3 separate regions of the Mus musculus genome follow, and all the other regions are linked to region 1. A link is a contact called in public ChIA-PET data. All regions are on one chromosome and are shown on one strand. The core of a region is the stretch at or near the end of the contact, and the rest is flanking DNA. Distances in the headings are between cores, read along the strand shown. Region 1 has its middle 20 kb from the start of Mcu. Region 2 has its middle 23 kb from the start of Ddit4. Region 3 has its middle 4.4 kb from the start of Gm46226.

The links. ChIA-PET counts read pairs in DNA pulled down with a chosen protein or histone mark.
Region 2: a contact with region 1 is called in an RNA polymerase II ChIA-PET map of memory CD8 T cells, with 5 read pairs. The contact joins two enhancer-like sites. A contact is called at or near these places in 1 of 115 datasets of contacts at active chromatin or transcription factors (memory CD8 T cells) and 1 of 9 other capture datasets (pancreatic islet).
Region 3: a contact with region 1 is called in an RNA polymerase II ChIA-PET map of memory CD8 T cells, with 21 read pairs. The contact joins two enhancer-like sites. A contact is called at or near these places in 2 of 115 datasets of contacts at active chromatin or transcription factors (memory CD8 T cells and pancreatic cancer cells).

The regions. Positions count from the first base shown.
Region 1 is chr10:59,635,439-59,638,609 of GRCm38.p6, forward strand. No RefSeq gene overlaps it. Among named protein-coding and RNA genes, the nearest start is that of Mcu, 20 kb to the left of the region's middle. Within about 2 kb of position 1,468, at least 158 of the 459 cell types and tissues checked have an H3K27ac peak or open chromatin away from gene starts, as enhancers often do. A contact at or near this core is called in memory CD8 T cells, where this site is marked.
Region 2 is chr10:59,973,411-59,976,581 of GRCm38.p6, forward strand. No RefSeq gene overlaps it. Among named protein-coding and RNA genes, the nearest start is that of Ddit4, 23 kb to the left of the region's middle. Within about 2 kb of position 1,506, at least 196 of the 459 cell types and tissues checked have an H3K27ac peak or open chromatin away from gene starts, as enhancers often do. A contact at or near this core is called in memory CD8 T cells, where this site is marked.
Region 3 is chr10:59,900,612-59,903,782 of GRCm38.p6, forward strand. No RefSeq gene overlaps it. Among named protein-coding and RNA genes, the nearest start is that of Gm46226, 4.4 kb to the left of the region's middle. Within about 2 kb of position 1,615, at least 54 of the 459 cell types and tissues checked have an H3K27ac peak or open chromatin away from gene starts, as enhancers often do. A contact at or near this core is called in memory CD8 T cells, where this site is marked.

The DNA of each region.
Region 1 (3,171 bases), core at 218-2,717:
GTCTTAGTTAGGGTTTGACTGCTGTGAACAGATACCATGACCACGGCAACTCTTATAAGAGCAACATTTCACTGGGGCTGGCTTACAGGTTCAGTGGTTCAGTCCATTATCATCAAGGCAGGAACAAGGCAGCATCCAAGCAGGCATGGTGCAGGAGGAGCTGAGAGTTCTATATCTTCATCTAAAGACTGTTAGTGAAAGACTGACTTCCAGGCAGCTGGCATGAGGGTCTTAAAGCCCAGTCCCACAGTGGCACACCTATTCCAACAAGGCCACACCTACTCCAACAAGGCCACACCTCCAAATAGTGCCACTCCCTAGGCCAAGCATATTCAAACCATGACGATTACTATTACACTTGGCTTTTGATTAAGTTTTGGAGATGATAAGGAAAATGCATTTTGTAATAAATCTGTTACAGATCCAAAATCAGTCCCAAAGCTCTACTCAGAGATGTTGCTCAGTGGTAGAGCTTTAGATGTATAAGGAGCCCTGGTGTTTCCCTAATAGCAAATAATAATAATATAGAATAATAAGAATCCAGGCGTGGTTTTGCCTACCTGTAATTCTAGCACTTGAAACACAAGAGGATCATGACCCCAAGGCCTGCCTGGTCTATATAATGAGATCCTTTTGCTCTCTCAAAAGAGAAAAAGGATTCAAAGCTCAGACACAGACACAAATCATGTTTCTAAAAAGTAACCCAAGGTACAAAGAAGGCAGCCAAGTAAGACTTAAGGTACAGGGCTGGGCTGGGAGCTGACAGGGATCTTAGCAGGCATGTCAGAACTGTGGGTGCCTGGCAACAATGTTAGGGATTAGTAACCAGGAGACCAGAGTTGAAAACCAGACACTGCGGTTACATTGGTTACAAATGTACCCATGATCAACCTTGCAACTGCTTGATGACATATTTTTATTCCTTCATAAAAAAATATATATATATATATGGCAATTAACATATCAAAGAGTATCCGGGGATCTTAGACACTGAGGAATACTTAGTGAATAATACAGACAAAGACTTTGTGTAGTTTATATTCTATTTGGGGTTGGGATGGGAGGAATCTATCAACAAGTAAAGCACAGAGTAAGTTAATAGAAATGAGTCTATGTAAAAAATCCAAGTGGAAAATTCTGTGGGTAATAAGTGGAAATACAATTTTTATTCCTTTGCCTGTTTTTGAGACAGAGTCTCACTGTGTAGCCCGGCTCTCCTGGAACTCACTCTGTAGACCAAACTGGCCTCGAACTCAGGGATCTGCCTGCCTGCCTGCCTGCCTGCCTGCCTGCCTGCCTGCCTGCCTGCCTGCCCAATACTAGGATTAAAGGCGAACTCCACCACTGCCTTTTTAAACAATGTTCTGAGGAAAATGTTCTCTGGGAAGACGGTAAGGAAGAGCGGGGCAGGGCTGGCCAACTCAGCAGTGAAGTGCTGAGCTAGCCAATGAAAAGCCTCAGAGCTACAGGAAAAAGAAAAGAAACGAAACGAAAACCAAGCGTGTCAGTCATGACGGTCTTCTGGAGAAGACTACATATACTACATGGGACTCAGACTCTGCTGAGGTGTTCCTGCAGGGACCAGGGAGGACCAGGGAGGAACACAGGTAGTTGAGCGGCTTGAGCAGAGTGGTAGGTAAGGTCAGAAAAGTGGGGAGATTTGTCAATGATGTTGGGGTCCCTGGACCACTGTAACGATTTCCGGCTTTCACTTGGAGTGAGGTACGAGGCTGTCCGAAAATACTACACAGAAAGAAAGCACATATTGCAAGTTAAAAGGACCCTCCTGCTTTCTGCTTTCTGCTTTCTGCTTTCTGCGCATGTGCTCATGGTGCAAGGGTATAAGCAGGACCATTTTCTCAGGACAAAAGAATAACAGTTTGCACAGGCTGGGGGTGATGGAGAAAGAGAAGTGATGGAACCTGGATGTTGTTGGGAAGTGGAGCCATCAGGATGTGGCAAACATCTGGAACGATGGAATGAAATGACATGAGAGCAAGGGGCAGTCAAGTACAGCCTAGAAACCTAGAGAGAGCGGGAGGGGGAGGGAAAGAGGGAGGAAAAGAGAGAGAGAGATGTTTTTTTATCGAAATGGGGAGGAAAATGAGAAGGTTCTTAATCTTGCTTGAGGCACAACACCAGACACATTGCAGTCTTCGTGTTTGCTGTTAACCTAATCAAAATCAGTGTCTGTGTATTTGGGTCAAGAGTTGCTTTAGATAAAAAAGAAAAATAAATAAATAAATAAAATGACTTGTTAGCTTCCAGACTAAGCTTTTGTTTCAGACTCTGAGATAAATTTAAATCCAGTGATGTGCTACAGATGGTTTTACTCAAGAGCCAGGCTATTGGAAAAGCACTGGAGAAACTTAATACTTCTTAGGCATTACATCATCTGGATTTACAGGTGGGAAAGTACACTAGAAACAGAGGAGAACATACTTAAAAAACTCATTACTTATTTCCTACATTTCACTATGGTCTGGCTTCTGAAGCAACGTCCCAGAATGTGTCTGTGCAGTATAGTACGTACTGCCCCCGTGCCTCCCCTTCCAACAAGGCGCTGATTTCTGCGGCCATAAAAATAATGCTTAAAAATACTTAAGCCAAGTAATTATGCTCACTGTGAAGTTTTACCGAACTAGGGACATCATTTAAAAGAAAAGACAAAAAAAAAGGACTGAAACTTTAAAACTGAGCCAGTGAACACCAGTGCTAGATGTCAGGGGCTCTTACTGGGCCAGGAGACAGGGACTTAAGATGCAGGGACTGACAAATGCTAAACATTAGAGTGTGAGCAAGCTGGCCGTGTCTTATAAATACATGCAGGGATAACAGCATTACATTGTACTTCTCTTGCAGGTCTCCCCCTCTAGACAGCAAGGGTTGGGAACTAAAAAAAAAAACCTGAGTAGAACCTGCAGGAATTCCACACAGCTAAATGCTTTACATACTGATCCAGTTAGGAACTGCTAAGAGAGATGAGCATCCCACGTTCAATCAATGCTTTATAGGATTAAGCCTGAACCAAATCACCAGCCGTTAACAGGATAGACTAGTGGCTTCGGACTGCTTCTTTGTATATTTGGTATTATGGCCAAGATGAGGAGAAACGGGCTAGTCAATGCCGGTGAGACACTCATCGGCAGGCTTCTTTAAAAAGAGATGTCA
Region 2 (3,171 bases), core at 256-2,755, 340 kb after region 1:
ACACAAGTCAAACATTCATGCAATTAAAAAAAAATCTCTAAACAAACAAAGTGCTACAACTAACTAGGGCCTGGAGATGGGCTCAGTGGGGAAGGGCGCTTGCTGAGCTCAGATCCCTGGCATCCAGGAAGAAAGTGAAGCGTGGTCCTGTGCACCGCAGTGCTGGTAAGGTGGACCAGAAGCAATGGCATCCCTGGGCAGGCTGACCTGCAGCCTAGAATTGGGGAGTGGGACACACCCACAACACAGAGAGACTCCATCTCGGGAGTAAGGAGACTGTCAGAGGACACCTGATGACTACAGTCATCCCTGGAGCCCTGGAATCCATGGTGGGAAAGAGAAAAGAGACTCCCACAGTGGTCCTCTGTCCTCTCCATGCACACCAATGGTGTGCACATAAACACACACTAACTAGATGCAATAAAAAAAAGAGAGAGAGAAAGAAAGCACCTACTGGCAGGCCGGGTAAGGCCTTGCATTCTATCTGTAAGCACTGCCGTGGCAGAAAAATCAAATACACAAATAAACAAACACCACCCCACTCAGAAGGCTTGTATTCCCAAGTATCTCTGGAGAACTTGGCGGTCAAAGGTTCATTACCATGATGGTTTAACATTAGCTCCCAGCATCCAGAAGACAGGAAAACATAGAGATGCTGGCTAGTTATTTCCTGAACTTCAAGGATGTTTTGTTATGTGCGACACCAAGAACCCTGGGAGAATCTATGGAGGTGGCTGGGGACCACACTATAGCAGCCAGAGGTAGGAGAGACAACACTGTAGGGAAGCCAAGGCCTGTGAGGTCAGGCACTAGGACCCAGAGGCTGAGAGGGGAGCAGCCCCCGCAGGGTAAGTTCAGAGCCAGAACACAATGTTCTCAGCTCACCCACAGGAAACCCTGAAGAAGAGAACCGCACATGGCCTCTGCTGGGTGTGTTCTACTCTTGGCCTTTTATTCTCTCCCTTAACCTCGGTCCTCACTTTCACATCCTGTAACCTGCAAAGCCCACACACCCCACCCTTCTGAGCTGGTCCCAGGCCCCAGGAGAGCAATCAAGTCAGGAAGCCCAGGGTCTCTAACCTTGGTTTCCTGAATGGACCTTTGTGGCGGAAACTTTTTATAGTGCAGGAGGCAGGCTCAGACAAAGCCGCGCTTCTAGCTTTGGTGAGGGGAAACAGCTGATGGCTCTGTGCCTCCTCCTCCCTTCCTCCCCAAGGCCAGGCCCCACCTGAGACCAGTGAGGACAGCCACCTTTGCAGCATAGGTCACCCTGGGGAGCTGGGGCCACGTTTGCATCAGAACACCCTGTGATGTGGTTCCTAGTTTTTATTTCCACAAATGCTATGATATGTTGTCCCATAGTGCTATTTTTACTGAATTAAGAAAAAACAAAACACCAAAAGAACAGCAAATGTCTGCAAAACCAGCAGGCCTGGGACAGGGAAGGACAAGGTGAACTTCCTTTCCTGCAGCCTGCTATCTTGGTTTGTGGTCTGGTGTCCCTCACCCCCCAGATGCTATGTTCAGTCTTACTGTTTGCCTCTGTGTCTGTTCACTTCTTTGAGGCAGTGTCTCTAGGGGCCTGGACGAGCTGCTATAACCCATGGTGATAATGATGTGTCGCTGTCTCCCCCAGCACTGTTCTGACAGCCATGAGCCATAACAGCTGGCTATGTGAGTTTGTTGGGTCACAGAAGCACAGCTCTGAAACCTCTGCCACTTATTCTGGTGTTTTCTTAGTGACTTCTTCAAACATATGGCTACGCACTGGCCTTCTGGACCCAAGGATGAACACAAGAGAGCCCAGCAAGCTCCAAAGAAGTGCTTGCTAACTGTGCCGGTGTGTGTGCGCGTGTGTGTGCGTGTGCATGCGTGTGTGTGTGTGTGTGTGTGTGTGTGTGTGTGTGTGTACGCCACAGGACAGGAACAGAGCTGTGACAGGTTGCACTTGTTACTTCTTCATTTTGTGAGGCTGGCCTTGAACTTGTTACATAGCTGAAGGTGACCTTGAAAACTTGACCTTCCTACCTTTCCATCTTTCCATCCTGAGTGCTGCAGTTATTAGTACATGCTTGGGGCTGAGCCCAGGGTCTTGTGCATGCCAGTCAAACACTCTACAAGCTAAGCCATATCATCCAAGTCCCATTTTTGGCTTCTGTTAAACATACATTTTAAGCCAGATGGGGGTGGCTTTAATCCCAGTACTCAAGAGGCAGAGGTAGGCAGATCTCTGAGTTTGAGGCCAGCCTGGTCTACAGAGTGAGTTCCATGACAGCTAGGGCTACACAGAGAAACCCTGTCTGGAAAAAAACAAAAAACAAAAAACCACAACAAAACCTATGTGTGTGTATATTTTATATATATATTATACTATATATAATATACATATATATATATATATGTATATAACACATACACACACACACATATATAATGTGTATGAGTGATGAGTGTTTATCCAAGTGTCTGTTTGTATACGGTGCTAGTGGAAGTCAGAAGAGGATATTGGATCCACTAAAACTGGAGCTACAAATGGTTGTGAGCCACCCTGTGAGTGCTGGGAACCAAAACAACCCATTGCTCTGCAAGAACCGTACCTGCCCTTCCGTGCTGAGCCATCTCTCTAGTCCCCCCTCACCCCATTTCTGGCTTCTTTTTGTTGTTGTTGTTGTTGTTGTTTTTCAAGACAGGGTTTCTCTGTGTAGCCCTGGCTGTCCTGGAACTCACTCTGTAGACCAGGCTGGCCTCGAACACAGAAATCTGCCTGCCTCTGCCTCCGGAGTGCTGGGATTAAAGGCATGTGCCACCACGCCCAGCTCCTTTCTGGCTTCTTTATGGCCTGCATGTGAATCTCTGTGGGTCCTCACTCCAGTCCTGTAAAGAGATTCAACTAGGTTTTAGGATGCTGTTGTGAGAATTTTCTCCTGGGGGAGAGAAGGACACACACACACACACACACACACACACACACGCCCCAAGTGTAGTGTATTATTAAATCTTCCCCCCTCTTCATAAGGTCTCAATAACACAGTTGGATTCCACTGAGGTTCCCCCTGGGAATCAATGTGTATTAGGGTCACTTACAGAGCATGGGTAAGGTGGGTTACAGGCATGATCCTGGGTGACCCTAAGGCCACATCACTAGAAGGTCTGCACACAGCATGCTCGATG
Region 3 (3,171 bases), core at 365-2,864, 270 kb after region 1:
CTTCTTTGTTTTTGAGACGGTTTCATTAGGTCAGGCTTGTCTCAGACTTGCTGTGTACCAAAGGCTGGCCTTGAACTCCTGATCCTCCTGCCTGTACCTTCAGCATCCCAGGGTTAGGCATGAACCACTACTCCAGGCCACACTTGGAAAATGGGTATCAGCAGGGATGAGCAGTCAAAACGGGTGGGTGTCTCTCCTGGACATGACGTGGGTGTCCACCTGCCGTTCAGGACTGTGTCCCTCCATTGGAATCAGCCCCAGAAGCAGCATTTATAAAAGTTATTAGTGTTGCTGTGGACTCCAGCTGCTTCCCACTCAAGACTGCCTTCATATGCAGTGGCTGGGTAACCTCAGGCATGTCACTCAGCCTCATGTACACAATGAGTGGGGCACAGACACTGGGCTTATTGGATGGTCATGTTGGATAGGAGTCAGCTCCCAAGAAGTGCTTCACACAGTGTCTGGTCACAGCAAGCTCCATCCAAGCGCCATTTGTCCTGTCAACAAAGATTACCTGACACTGATGTCAAGTCCTATTCTAGACCCTGTAACCACAGAGATGACAGAGGAGCCGGTGCTCTTGAGGAAGTGGGGGAGGGGGGAGTGTGTCTGGTTGGCACTCTCTTGGTGCGGAGATTCCAGCCAGAGGGAGCAGTGTGACAGAGGCCTGAAGATGAAGAGGGGCAGGAAAGCACGGGGCAGCATGTAGGCCAGATGGCTGCCTGTAATTATCACACCAGTCATTCGCAATAGTCTTGGGCAGAGAGAAACGTCACTAATACAAAAAAAAAAAAACAAACAAACAAACCTGCGCATACCTCCTCCTGCCTGTCCCCTATGTCATCCCAGAAACATCTCAGCCACCCTTGGTGCCTTTCCTGGCCAGGGTCTAGGAGTGGTTCTGTAAGGCAAAAGAGAAGCTATATGGAACGTGGGGAGACTGGGATATCATTTACCCAAACTCCAGTCATAATATGTTCCCCAAAGCCAGGGCTCAGGCCTACTGTCACCTCCTTAGCCAGTTGGGCAGGAAATAAGGCCCAGCATACAGGCCAGTCAGAGGCAGCAGGCAGCTGTGTAGGTTTACTCAGCCAGGCAACCCCACCAAGGTCTGGTGCCACACCTTGCCCACCCAGCCCTTCTGAGTTGATCTAAATGAAGTCCCTAGGAAGGTCTGGATTGGCTGTCTTAGCTCAGACACTGGGTAGGCTTTCCTTGGGAGAGATGCCTCAGTGTGGTTGACCCCAAAAAGGGCAAGGATCAAGCTTGGGACTTTAGGGGACTCGGGTTGGCTGTTCCAGTATCCTATCTTATTGTGCACCTTTCTTTTGGATGAGGAAGCACAAGAGACAGCAACTTAAACCTATGGGATGCTGAGTGTGTCAGCCAGGCCTTCTTCCTCCATAGTGACATCACCCAAATTGCCCTGACCATGTCACTCCTAGTGATGCTGTCCTGGCTCCACGCAGACAGCATGCCCTGGCATGCACACTGAAGCCTCGAAGCCTTCTCTGCCTCTGGCCCACCTCCTGCTGTTTGCAGCTTGGGGCTGCCCTTCCTCCACCTGCAGTGTTGAACGCCCACCCGGATGCTGAGACATGCACAGATTCTCTCCTCTCCAGCCTTCAGTGCCTGGGCCCCAACCTTCAGCCGTGTCTGCACAGTGGCCTAGCAGTGTCTGCCTCCTTTGGCTTGGCGGGTGCTTGCGCTGTGTGTCACCCTTTCTGTTCCACACACACACACACATCACACACACCAGCTGTGTGACTCCACAGTGGGGGAGGACAGAAGGGACCCCTGGGCAGAGACAGCTGTCTGACTTACCATCTCCTTTGCAGAGCACCTGTGGGCCACTTTGCAGCCACAAATTCAGACCAGGGTGTGTCTAAGGCAAAAGACCCACCAGATAGTAGGCCTCACGACTAGCAAGGAGGGTCTTTCTCCATTGCCCCACCTCCTGAGGGAAGCAGAATCCTACTGAAAATGTCCCCAGTTCCTCTCCCTAAGAGAACTCAGAACCAGGAGTCAGTTTGAGAATGGCCAGGGAGCAGCCACTGTCTCCTGCCCTCAGCCTGTGCCAGGCGGCACCACCCATGTCTGGAATCAGAAACAGTTCTGTTCTCGGCTTCCCCAGTGCTATCCTGGCCAGTAGCCTCCAGGTTACCTCTGGCATCATTGCCACCTACTGGCGACCAGCCATGGCCCTGTGTTCTAACATTGACATCCTAGACCCCAAACTGTCCTTAGCCACAACGGAGAGCTACCACCAGCACTGCAAGAGCCACCCAGGTAGCAGATGTGTTCTGTAAGAGGGTCAGCCTCCAAGGCACGGGGCCCTCCCGGAAGGCTGCGGACCTGTCTCTGCGAGGGAGGCTGGGGGGTGGGGGTGGGATCTGAAGCAATGTGTAAAAGACCACATGGATACCAAGGTCCAGTCCCAGCAGGAACAGAAAACACTCACTCGCCGCTGGTAGTGTTTGTAAAATTCATCATAATGACTGCCATCATTCTCCCACAGGCCTCCCCATTTATCATCTAGCCTGCCAACCTCTGTCAGCCACCAAGTTTGCAGGTGTTCAAGTTCCTGGACACTAGCATGACTCAGTGCAGGACCCCAAAACCCCAAGGGTCACGAGTCTTCAGGACCCTGAGCTCTGCCTTCGCTAGCTCATTGCTGAACCTGGTGGGATCACAGCCCACGGGATCAAATAGCATGAGCTACATCTGCCAATATTAATAGCTCCAGAGCCTGGCTGCCTGGGCTGCCGCAGCCTGAGCTGAAACACAATTCGAGGAACTGTTGTTGACTTAGCTCTGTTTCCAGCTAGGAAGGCGGCTGGGAGGGACATGGGAAAGGTTGGGACAGCGAGTGAGCAGGGATTATGGTGGAAGAAATAGGGGAGGGGAGGGGACCCCCCTGACTTCTTACAGCTTCTCATTCTGTGTCCTGAGAACCCAGGAGCATAGCTTGAAGACTGGATGTCACTCCAGGGAGCTGTTGATGTCAGTGCATGTGCCTAGCCCTCTGGGACCCTGGGTGACCTGCGCATTGGGTTATACTGGGTCTGATCTGAGACCAGGCCTCCCCTCCTGCTCCAACCATGCTACTTGGCTTGCCCCAGGCTGACCAATGCCTGAGTGACAAGCCTCCCATCAGGATGAGGACAGCTT